2 separate regions of the Rattus norvegicus genome follow, and region 2 is linked to region 1. The links are chromatin contacts, called in public Hi-C maps. All regions are on one chromosome and are shown on one strand. The core of a region is the stretch at or near the end of the contact, and the rest is flanking DNA. Distances in the headings are between cores, read along the strand shown. Region 1 has its middle 69 kb from the start of Ephb1. Region 2 overlaps Ky (kyphoscoliosis peptidase).

Region 1 (5,131 bases), core at 1,146-3,645:
TTTAAAGCAAAGCGCCCCTTCCAGCTGCTGTCTGTAACCTCTGCATTATAGGCCATCATATAAATAGCCTTTGTCACCTGTGATCTGCCCATGTCCCCACACCCTGCCAACTTCTTGGAGTTTGGGACATTGTCTGATGCATCTCTATGTCCCCTGTGTCTGGTACACAGAGGGATCTTGACAGATGACTATGGAATGGGCACACTAATTATCTGAATGTTACATAACTAGTTGCCTTCAGTTGGCATTTTGGGTCATCTCCAGTGGCTCAGTCCTCTAAACAGTGTCAGCAAAGTCATTGTCCACATAAATCACCAATTGCTGAGCCCGTCTTCACTGGTTTTCTTAGGCAAAATTTCTAGATGTGGAATCCCTGGCTCCCTGGATAGGAAAAAACTCTGGCTTGTTGAAATCACGTTGCTAATTTGCTTTCCAAAACGTTGTCCCTGTCTGCACTCTTAACAACTGACCAGAAGACCTAGGGGCCAACGGTCCTTTCTAGAAACTTCTGGTTTTCATTCCTCGACTGAGAAAATGACAGGGCCCAATAAGCCAGACATGAGAAGACAAGTGTGACTTGATCTCACTCATGTGCATCACCCAAACTAGTTGATCTCATTCCAACTGAAGAGAGAATGGTAGTCACCAGAGACCAGGAGAGGAGAGGAAGAAATGGGGAGAAGCCCCTCAACAGGTAGCAAATTGTAGTTACGTAGGAGAGATAAAGTTCTAGACAGAAAATATCTACCATATGTTCAAAAAGCCAAGGGAAAGGGATTTTGAATGTTTTGTTGTTGTTTTTACCACAAAGAAATGATTGGCATTTGAGGAGACATGTTTAAACCTCCAGCCACCTATACAAATATTAAATATCGTGTAGCACCCAATAAATATGTATAAATGACTGGTTCTTTTTTTTTTTTAGGAAAGGGGGACTGAAAATCCAATTGCTTTCACTTAATTACTTTGAAAAGATTCAAGATGTTTTTGGGTCTTAATAAACATGTGGGTCTCTCTCTCTCTCTCTCTCTCTCTCTCTCTCTCTCTCTCTCTCACTAGAAACTTAATTATACCTTTGCCTGTTTCCTGGGGTTCATGTTTTTCTTCTGAAATACTGTCCTATCCCGAGTCTCATGATTGGCTCTCCCTTTTACCTGATTTTCATTGTGGAACTGTTTTAAGTTGTGGATTTAAAAAAAAAATTATATTGTGGAATTTTTTCAACACGCTCAACAGAAGGCAACCTCTGTCGCCCAACTTTGACGGTTCTAACCATTAGTGATCCAACTGTGGTTTTGTCACGATGGTTTTGCTGTGGTGGGGGTGGCAGCCACACAGTGGGGTCCCTGCCCATCTTAGGTAAGCATAATACCATTAAGCTCTAGCCCCACCCCTTTTGTTACAGAGTCTTGCCAAGTTGCCCAACCTGACCATGGACTCCCTGTGTCCCCCAAGCAGAAGTCCTCTCTATTTCCTTGTATCCTGTGTAGCCAGGATTACTTGTTTCTTCTTTACCACACACACAGACAGTATTTGTCTTTGAGTTCCCTTTTGTTTTGCTTTGTTGCTAAAATAGTTTAGAAAATTCTTAGACACTGTAGCACTTAAGGGACAGCGGAGGTGCACTGAAGTTGTTCCCTAAGCCTGTCCATAAGAAACTGTGAAACATCACAACCTCCGGCTTCTTGACAGCTTCTCAGAGCCCTCCCTCCCCTTCATCATGCCTGCACATTTCATTTCATCTTTGTCGATCTAAAATGTGGTTTTGTCCTTTTTTCGGTCCACCAGCATGTACTCCCTGGCTGACTCATAAAATATTGCAGCCATGTACTTGGGACATTGACTGGCCAAGGCCTTGTCAAAGTCACCCAGATCCGTGGGAGAGAAGAATAGTCAGTTTGCATTTGCTGAGCTCGTAAACAATGAGCCTCCAAGGCTCGTGTTTGCTAAATGATCAGCCACTTTAATCAAACCCATAATTCAACAGCATTAGCACTGTTAAATCTTAATTCGTCTTCATTACAGGGTAGCTCGAATCTCCTGTTGAGGGTGGAAAGGAGGTTTTCACGCTCTTCCTCTCTCTCACTCAGTGGGACTTTTTTGTCATCCAGAGGCCGCAGATCCTTCCGCCCCTCCTTTTGCTGCTCCGGTTCACCAATATGGTGGCAATGCCTTTATTTCTTCAAAGCTTGGTAGAAGACTGCTCTTGGCGCGTGCAAACTGCTGGCAGGCAGAGTAGAAAAACAGGGGCAGGGAGGGAGAGGCAGGAGCAAGGCATGTCTGCAAGACAGCAAGAGTAGTTTTTAAAAAGCAAGTGCTTGCAAAGACATAACCGCAGCCAGGCTGGAAGAGGAGAAGGCCACTCCCGCCCACTGCTCCAGCAGGCCGGTCTCTGTGCTAATCCCAGTGAGAGCAATAGGAGACACAGGAATCTGAGCCGCCCGCCTGACTTCAGCATCTGGCTTGGTAGCCGGGCTGTGGATGTGGAGAAGCTCCCTGTCCTGTGGGTGAAGAAATACCGCTTTGTCAAGGAGCAGGACCAGCAGTGGTCCCGATCCTAAGCTTTCCCCAAAAATGTTCAATGTCCTTTATTAATCAGTATTTGCATTTAGCTCAAGCTTTTACTCTCTGCCATTGCTTCAGTACATCCTGATCTGGGGTTATGAGAATAGGAGAGGGAAAGTGGGGTGGGGGCGGGGGTTATAGTGCAGCATTCGCCCAATAATATCAGGGTATATTCTGGCTGCATGTACATACATACACACATGCGCACGTTAGTTCATCTATATCAAGCTGCAAGTTATAGAGGGCCTTGTTCCAAAATGAAACCAGCTGTCAAGTGGTAAACAAAGAGGATTCTGGGGGATTAAAATGCTGAGGCTGACCCAAAGCTGGGCCTTCGCTAATGTGCACAGTGGCCAGGTGGTGCCCGGAAAGGTTTTGAAAGGCTCGAGGCCGGCACGAGGTGTGTGAAACCAGAGCTCTGCCTTTCCGTGGAAAAAGCCAGGGGAGAACAAGAAGGAGACAGGCTCTCTAGCCATGAAACGTGTTTCCAGAAGAATCTTTTGAATTAAAATAGATGCGCTCCCAAAATAATCTTGTTTTGAAACATCAGAAATCTTAGGAAGAGGAAAAGGCCACCAACAAGCTTACCCTTAGACTCTGGTGTGGCCTTTGCTATTTATAATATATTTTTCCCTCGCACATCTTAAAATAATCAACAGATATTATCACATTAACTCTTGCAATCCCCCTTGTCCTTCCTCAGACTCCTGCCCTTCAGGGCCACAGAGGACACAGTCTGGGCACTGGTGGCTACACCCTCTGAGGCTCTTTCCCCTCTGAGTCCCCAGGACTGTCTTGGCCTGGGACAGCCTTCTAACAAAAGTTCAGCCTTTGGTCATCTGCACAAATGCCCAAGGAGGGGGAATCCTGCAGGAGGGAGCCGCTGGAACTTGAAGCTGCCAAGAACCCAGCAGCTTCCCTGATCTGCATTTCTGCTGCAGGGCCTCAGCTGACCAGAGTCACGATGTGGGCCAAGGCAGGGAACTGACTTCTTGACTACTTATTGCCTCACCAATGATCCCTACGAACCAACTTTTAAAGCTTAGGAGTAAAAGTCGACAGGTCGCTTTAATTAAAAATCCAGTAACCGGGCTCAGAGCAAAGTGACTTGCCTTGAAGTACATACACCTGAGTTGGATCTCCAGAAACCACATTTACAAAACCAAACAAAAAAGCCAAAAGGTTGTGATCAGATGCTCTGTGCAATCCCAGAGCTCAGCAGGCAGAGAGAGACAGGGAGATTTCAGGGGCTCACTAACCAGCCTTCTTAGCTGCATAAGACCTGAACTGAAACAACCAGTGTGGCATGGGTTCCCCAAGGTTACCCTCTGACCTCCACGTGAATGCTCACCTGCCCTCACAGGTGCATCTGCGCACTCATGAACACATACGTGCAGTCTCTCTGTGTGTCTCTGTGTGCCTCTGTCTGTGTTTCTCTGTGTCTCTCTCTGACTCTCTCTCTCTCTCTCTCTCTCTCTCTCTCTCTCTCTCTCTCTCTCATAATCTGAAAACCCAGGACTGGTACCCACCTGCTATCTCTCAATGAGAGCTAGGTGGGCCTGTCCTAACATCCAGAAGGCTCTCAGGATGACATTGGGAGGTCCCTGGGGAAGATACTACCTGTCCCCCAGACTAGCTCTAAAATTTATGCAATTGGGCAGGGGCACACATACAAATACTTCTACATAGATTAATACCTACATGTGCAAAGTGCCTTAGTTTGTTTGCTGTAATGGAATATCCTAGACCAGGCCATTTTTTTTTAAAGAAATTTGCTTTTTATACTTTTGCAGGCTGAGAGGCCAAATCCGATGAACATGCTCTTTCTGAAAGCCCTGAAGGATGTCACAGGGTAAGTGGTTACGGAGGGATCTGAGCCAAACTGGCTGCTGCAACAACCTCCCTCTCAAGATGATCAAGTCACCTCTGATTCCAGAAATACATAAGGAGATTAATATGTTGATAGAAGCAAGACATCAGTGACCTAACTGTCTCTTAAAGGCCCAGTTCCCTAACTTCACCATGGCAATGAGACGTCAGGGTGAGCTCTGGTGAAGATATTAAATCAAATCAGCACGTTAGGAGCAAAACAAATATTGATTTACAAGGAAAAAAAAGGCTACAGCAAAACTGGAGCTGGGGAGATGGCTGAGCAGGGAGAAGCAGCGCTTCGCAAGCCCAGTGAACTGGGCTCGGTTCCATGAATCCACAAAAAACTCTGAGTGTTGTGGTGCTGTGTCTGTAATCTCGGCACGATTACAGTGAGATGGGAAGCAAAGACAGGAGGATCACCTCGGCAGCATGATAGGAACAGTGAAAGAGCACAACAAGGTAGGCAGACCTGACTCACAGAAGTTACACACCCACATACCACACACACACACACGCACACACACACAGACACACACACACACGCATACACACACCACACAGACACACAGATACACGCACACACACAGAGATACACACCACACACACACACACACACAGACACACACACACACACACAGACACACAGATACATGCACACACACACAGAGACACACACCACACAGACACACACACA
Region 2 (5,131 bases), core at 873-3,372, 85 kb after region 1:
GTCAGAAGTCTTAGTCAGCAAACAAATTGCTGGGGAAGGGTATTGTGAGAGAAACCAGCCAGGACACCTGATGTTCCAGAAAGGTCTCTTACCCTTGACAGTCAAGGTCGGGGCGATTGACAGCTGCTTGGATTTCACTCTGACTTGAATGTTGCCTGAGAGTCTTTGTGATGAGAGCTAGGTCAGGTTAATATTTTTATTAAAATCTTGGTTTTGTTTGCTCTGAAAGTGAGCTCGGTGCGCTGTCTGCCTCTCTAGGGAATGCTGTCTGTCTTGATGGACACAAGCTACGCCTGGGGGACAGAGAAGTCTCTCAGATGGTCTCTGAATTCAGTCTCTGGGGGAACGCTAAAACTCCAAAACCAGGGTAAGAGTTTGACTGCGTTCAGAGTAAACCAGCAGCACCTGGGCAAGGAGATAGAGTGAAAGATTACAGGGAGAAGAGGGGGGTCAAATGACATCAGGAGGAGCTGGTGGACGACAGTCCCCTGAAACATGAGGCTGCCTCCGCCTCCCCGTCAGCCCCAGAAGGACCACAGTCGTGGTTGGTTTCTCGGCTCCACCACTCTTTACAAGATGCATGGTTGGAGGCTGGCGGCTGGATGCACCTAAATAAGAGAAATGTGGCCGAGAGGTTCCCTGCAGCCCTAGGCCCACGAGCTGCTCACCGTCACAGCTCCTTTAAGGCTACGTCGGCTCAGCCCAGCCAATCAACAACAGTTGCACTGGGTCGGACAGACCCATTTGCATTGTGGGTTGCAACCCAGAATAGAAAGAACGCGCAGGGGAACCTCTCACAGTTCGTCTTTCACAAAGCGTCTTATGGCCACCCACCACTTTGGGAAACACCTCAGAAAGAGATGAACAAGAAAGTGAAGAGGCCAAGTTAACCAGGGCCGCAGAGGGACTATGCTTGGATGACGGTGGTGTCCGATCTTCTGACAAGAATGAACTCACACCCTGAATTCTGATATCCTCAGCGTCTTCATCCCAGGATCACCAGGCCGGTGTCCCTGGCAGTGGATTGCTAGATTCTCTATTCCACAGGTAAGTGTTGGGCTAGAGAAATGGCTCAGAGGCTAAGAGCGTTTGCTCCACAATCATGAGGATTAGGGTTCAGATCTCAGCACCCACATGACAGGGCAGACATCCTCTCAAATGTCTTTCACCCAGCTCAGAGGCTGGCAGAGACTGGAGGCTCTTGAGAAATGCTGGCTTCTGGGTTAGCTGAAACACAAGCCTCAGTTTCAGGGAAAGACCCTGCCTCAAAGAAATAGGCGAAGGGTGAAAGAGATCACCTTATGTTTGAACCGCATACACAATACACATATACCCACACACACACACACACACACACACACACACACACACACACACATACTAACTAATTGATTAGTTAATTAAATATTTAAAATGTATGTTAAGCCTTTTGGTCTGGAGAGAACAGACTCTATCTCTGGTCTGGTTAGCATGCAAATCAAGTTTTAAAATTTTATAAGAAAATCAAATTATTTTCCAAAAGAAAATAATCGCAGTATATTTTAACAAAGGATTAATAAAAAGGAACTCTTTCTTATAAAACCATCAAGGGAAACATAATAAATCAGTAAATAGGTCTAGAGAGATGGCTCAGCAGTTAAGAGCACTGACTGCTCTTCCAGGGGTCCTGAGCTCAATTCCCAGCAACCACATGGTGGCTCACAACCATCTGTAATGGGATCAGATGCCCTCTTCTGGTGTGTCTGAAGACAGAGACAATGTACTCATATAAATAAAATAAATAAATCAGTAAATAATAATAATAGTCAATACAAATTAAGAGCAAATAAAATATTAAAAAACTACACTAAATTTTAAATACATAAAACAAACAATAATGCACTCTTCACTAATAAAAATGTAAAGGATTTATGAAAGCAGGTGCCAGTGAGCTTAGCAGGCATGTTTGTGTTATCCACCACCTCAGGACTCAGCTGCTAGTGGCATCGTGAGCTTCCAAGCCTGCAGGTCTGCTGGACGATCACTGTCCACGCCATACCCGGCTGATCTCGGCTCTTGGCTGGGCTCGTGCTGGCTGTCAGCTGGTGGGCTGGCTGGAGACCAGATGGTTTCAGATAGCCTCACCTGAGCAGCCCTGCTCTGCTCCCTGTGGTCTCTCACCCATAATCTGGTGCACACACCACACGGTACTGTGGCAGGGATGCCAAGAGTGCAAGTGAGCATTGCAACAGTCTTTCCAGGGCTAAACTCAGGCCTTGAATAACAACAAGGCTTCTACCCCATGCTAAGTGCCGTACTAACTTGTAAGGTCTGCCTACATTCAAGAAGTGAAACAAATCTCCTCTTGTTGGAGACAAAATGTGGGCAATCAACCAGGGCAAGAGTGAGAGAAAAAGTCACTCTCCACCCCGGACCCTTTTAGTGAAATAATAAACCAATGGAAGCATGCATAGGAAAGTTGGCCAGTACTGAAAAAAAAAAAAAAAAGCCTTACAAACTCCTCATTCCCTTCCATTGGTATTTAAGAATTCATTCACAGGAACTGATTGGAAGTGTTAAAGATGTCTTCTTTATCCTGTTCACTACAACATCATGTATCATAGCAAAGCACTTGGGGACTACAGAGTATCCAACGCACACAGCAAGTCATGGTGAATACTCTGAACACATGACATGAATGTGTGTCCCACTACCTTCCAGGACTGGGTGACACTCTCTATAGCACCCCAGAAGCCAGGCCAGCTGACAGCGCTATTTAATACTTCTCCATAGTTGCTGGAGTTTTTTTTTTTTTTATTAATCCTTCCAATCTCTGAGAGAAGAGAACTGATAGCTCTAACTATACTGTATATGTGTCTATTCCTCTTTATAATTTTATAAGTTTTATTTCAAATATCTTAAATCTATGTGTTCAGGTGACTACATATTTGACATTGTCCTATCTCCTTGATAAGCTGACTTTTCTTCACTATTATATTTCTCTATCTCTGGTATTTTCCTTTGCTGAGTGGGCATGTTACTGAGCAAATTGTCTTGGTCTCGCTATACCTGAAAAGTGTCTTTATTTCATTCTCGTGTGGAATTTTTATTGGACAGAGACAGTTAATTCCTTTCAGAACCTTTCAAAGATTCCACCTCTTTCCCACCCAGTTTCTGATGGGAAATATGTAGCAACTTACTTGATACATATTATATCACTTATCCTGAGAGTTTTTGGGGACATTGTATCTCAGTGGACTGATTATGTCAATGTCTGGACTTGGACCTTCTTTTATTTATCATGTTTTGGACACACTAAACTTGAGTCCAGACATGTGTGTCTTTTCTCCAATTTGAGTAGTTTGTTATTTCTTCAGCTACTTTTCTGCCCACATGATTTTCTTCTTGCCAGAGACATGAACAGTGGACTTCTATGTGGCCCTGTGATCCCTGAAGCATTGTTGGATTTTCCCATTGTCCAGATTGGACCCTGGCTGCTGTTCTCGGGTTCTTTCCTTTGCAATGGAGAATGCTGCAGCCCATCCTCTGTTTCAGGGTTAAAATCTTCACTTGTTTCTTTGCTGAGTTTAGTATCTTTTGATTTATTTTTTCTTTTTTTTTTTCTTTTCTTTTTTTCGGAGCTGGGGACCGAACCCAGGGCCTTGCGCTTGCTAGGCAAGCGCTCTACCACTGAGCTAAATCCCCAACCCCTTTTGATTTATTTCAAAATGGTTGGCCTTTAGTTTCACAGTATGGCTAATGTGCCATTTTATTGTATCATCTTTGGGGTAACTATGACTTGTCATGGTTAGTATCTTTTCTTCTCAAACTGAGATCTTCCCAGGAACTCTGCTGAGTGGTTCTGAGTGGTAGCCCTTTTGGGGGGGGGGGGTTTGCTGCACCATTCGTGAACCATGAAGTGACCACCTCAGAATGAGGACATTGTCCTTCCCCCAGAGTTCGGTATTCAGACTGTCGTCTATAGTGCATGGGTGAGACCTGAGGTGTGCAACTGAGAGGTGACCATGGGAACTTATTTGTAACTTTAGGGAATTACACTTTGTCACCCACTTCCTGTTCCTCTGGCCAGAAAAGCTGGGACTCTGGTCTTTTCACTCTGTTGGAGAGATGAGGGAGGGAGGGAGGGAGGGAGGGAGGGAGGGAGGGAGGGAGGGAGGGAGAGAGGGAGAATACACATGACACACATGCCTGACCTCACAGCTACCTACATAGTTGCTACTAGGCTGAGTCCAGAAAATATAGAATAAAGAAAAAATCACAGCAGAGGATGTCCCAGCTCCCTGAGACAATTAGGGGTCCCCATTCTTACCCTTCAAGTAGAAATTGAGTTTTTTCCTTGAGTAATCTTTTGCATTCATTCTGTCCCTCTGAGTTGGGATACCTTGACTGAGGTATTGCCAAAGTGGGAAGGAGAAGTAGACTGATGGGATCCTGTTTCACACCCCAAACCCCTGTTCTTTTCTGTCACTGACTTTCCAGGGCCTGTGGGAGGTTGGGGGGGTTCCCTGTATTCTATCCAGACTGGTGGCTACATTGGATGGAATAGAGTGCATGCCTGTGTTTGTTGTTTGGCTTAGTCTGAAAAACATGAGTTATCTACATATCCAATACAAAGTATCACGCGCCCAACGTCTCGCCAGCAAGAACGACGCGCGGCAACAGGATTCTTCTGCGAACAAGCCTTTACTGTACAGCTCTCTTGAACAGGGAGGGACAGGAGACCTCAAGCAGCAAGAGTGCTCGCCTTATATAGACAGCAGCTGAGGCTATGCTAATTGTCCTTCAGGGATTGGCGGAGCATGAATTACCTCATTAGCATGGTGCTGCTCCCTCATTAGCATATTACCGGCCAACTGATGCCAGGTGCAAAGCCTGCGCATGCGTAGTACCGTTGTTCACCACAGGATGGCGCCCTACAAGAAAGATCTAAAATGAAGCATGTTTTGCCATTTGAACATCTGTCAGGAGATGGAGTGCCCTTCCTAGCAGCATTTGGCTAAGAATATCACCTCCCCCTTCACAGGTACTCAGCTGACTGTGGAAATCCACCCCCAAGATGCCATGCCCCAGCTGCTTAAGAAGTTCTCTTTGGCTAAACGTATGTACATGCGCAGGGCTGCTCAGATAGAGG

The links. A called contact is a pair of places that touch in the nucleus more often than the background predicts.
Region 2: a Hi-C map of psoas muscle shows a contact between it and region 1, with 2.8 times the contacts expected there. The contact joins two enhancer-like sites. A contact is called at or near these places in 2 of 12 Hi-C or Micro-C datasets (frontal cortex and psoas muscle).

What each region holds. Positions count from the first base shown.
Region 1 is chr8:111,890,501-111,895,631 of GRCr8, forward strand. No RefSeq gene overlaps it. Among named protein-coding and RNA genes, the nearest start is that of Ephb1, 69 kb to the left of the region's middle. Within about 2 kb of position 2,396, at least 3 of the 93 cell types and tissues checked have an H3K27ac peak or open chromatin away from gene starts, as enhancers often do.
Region 2 is chr8:111,976,264-111,981,394 of GRCr8, forward strand. Ky (kyphoscoliosis peptidase) reads left to right here. Exons shown (of 11, transcript NM_001413796.1): 4 at 5,024-5,098. Among named protein-coding and RNA genes, the nearest start is that of Ky, 13 kb to the left of the region's middle. Within about 2 kb of position 2,123, at least 1 of the 93 cell types and tissues checked has an H3K27ac peak or open chromatin away from gene starts, as enhancers often do.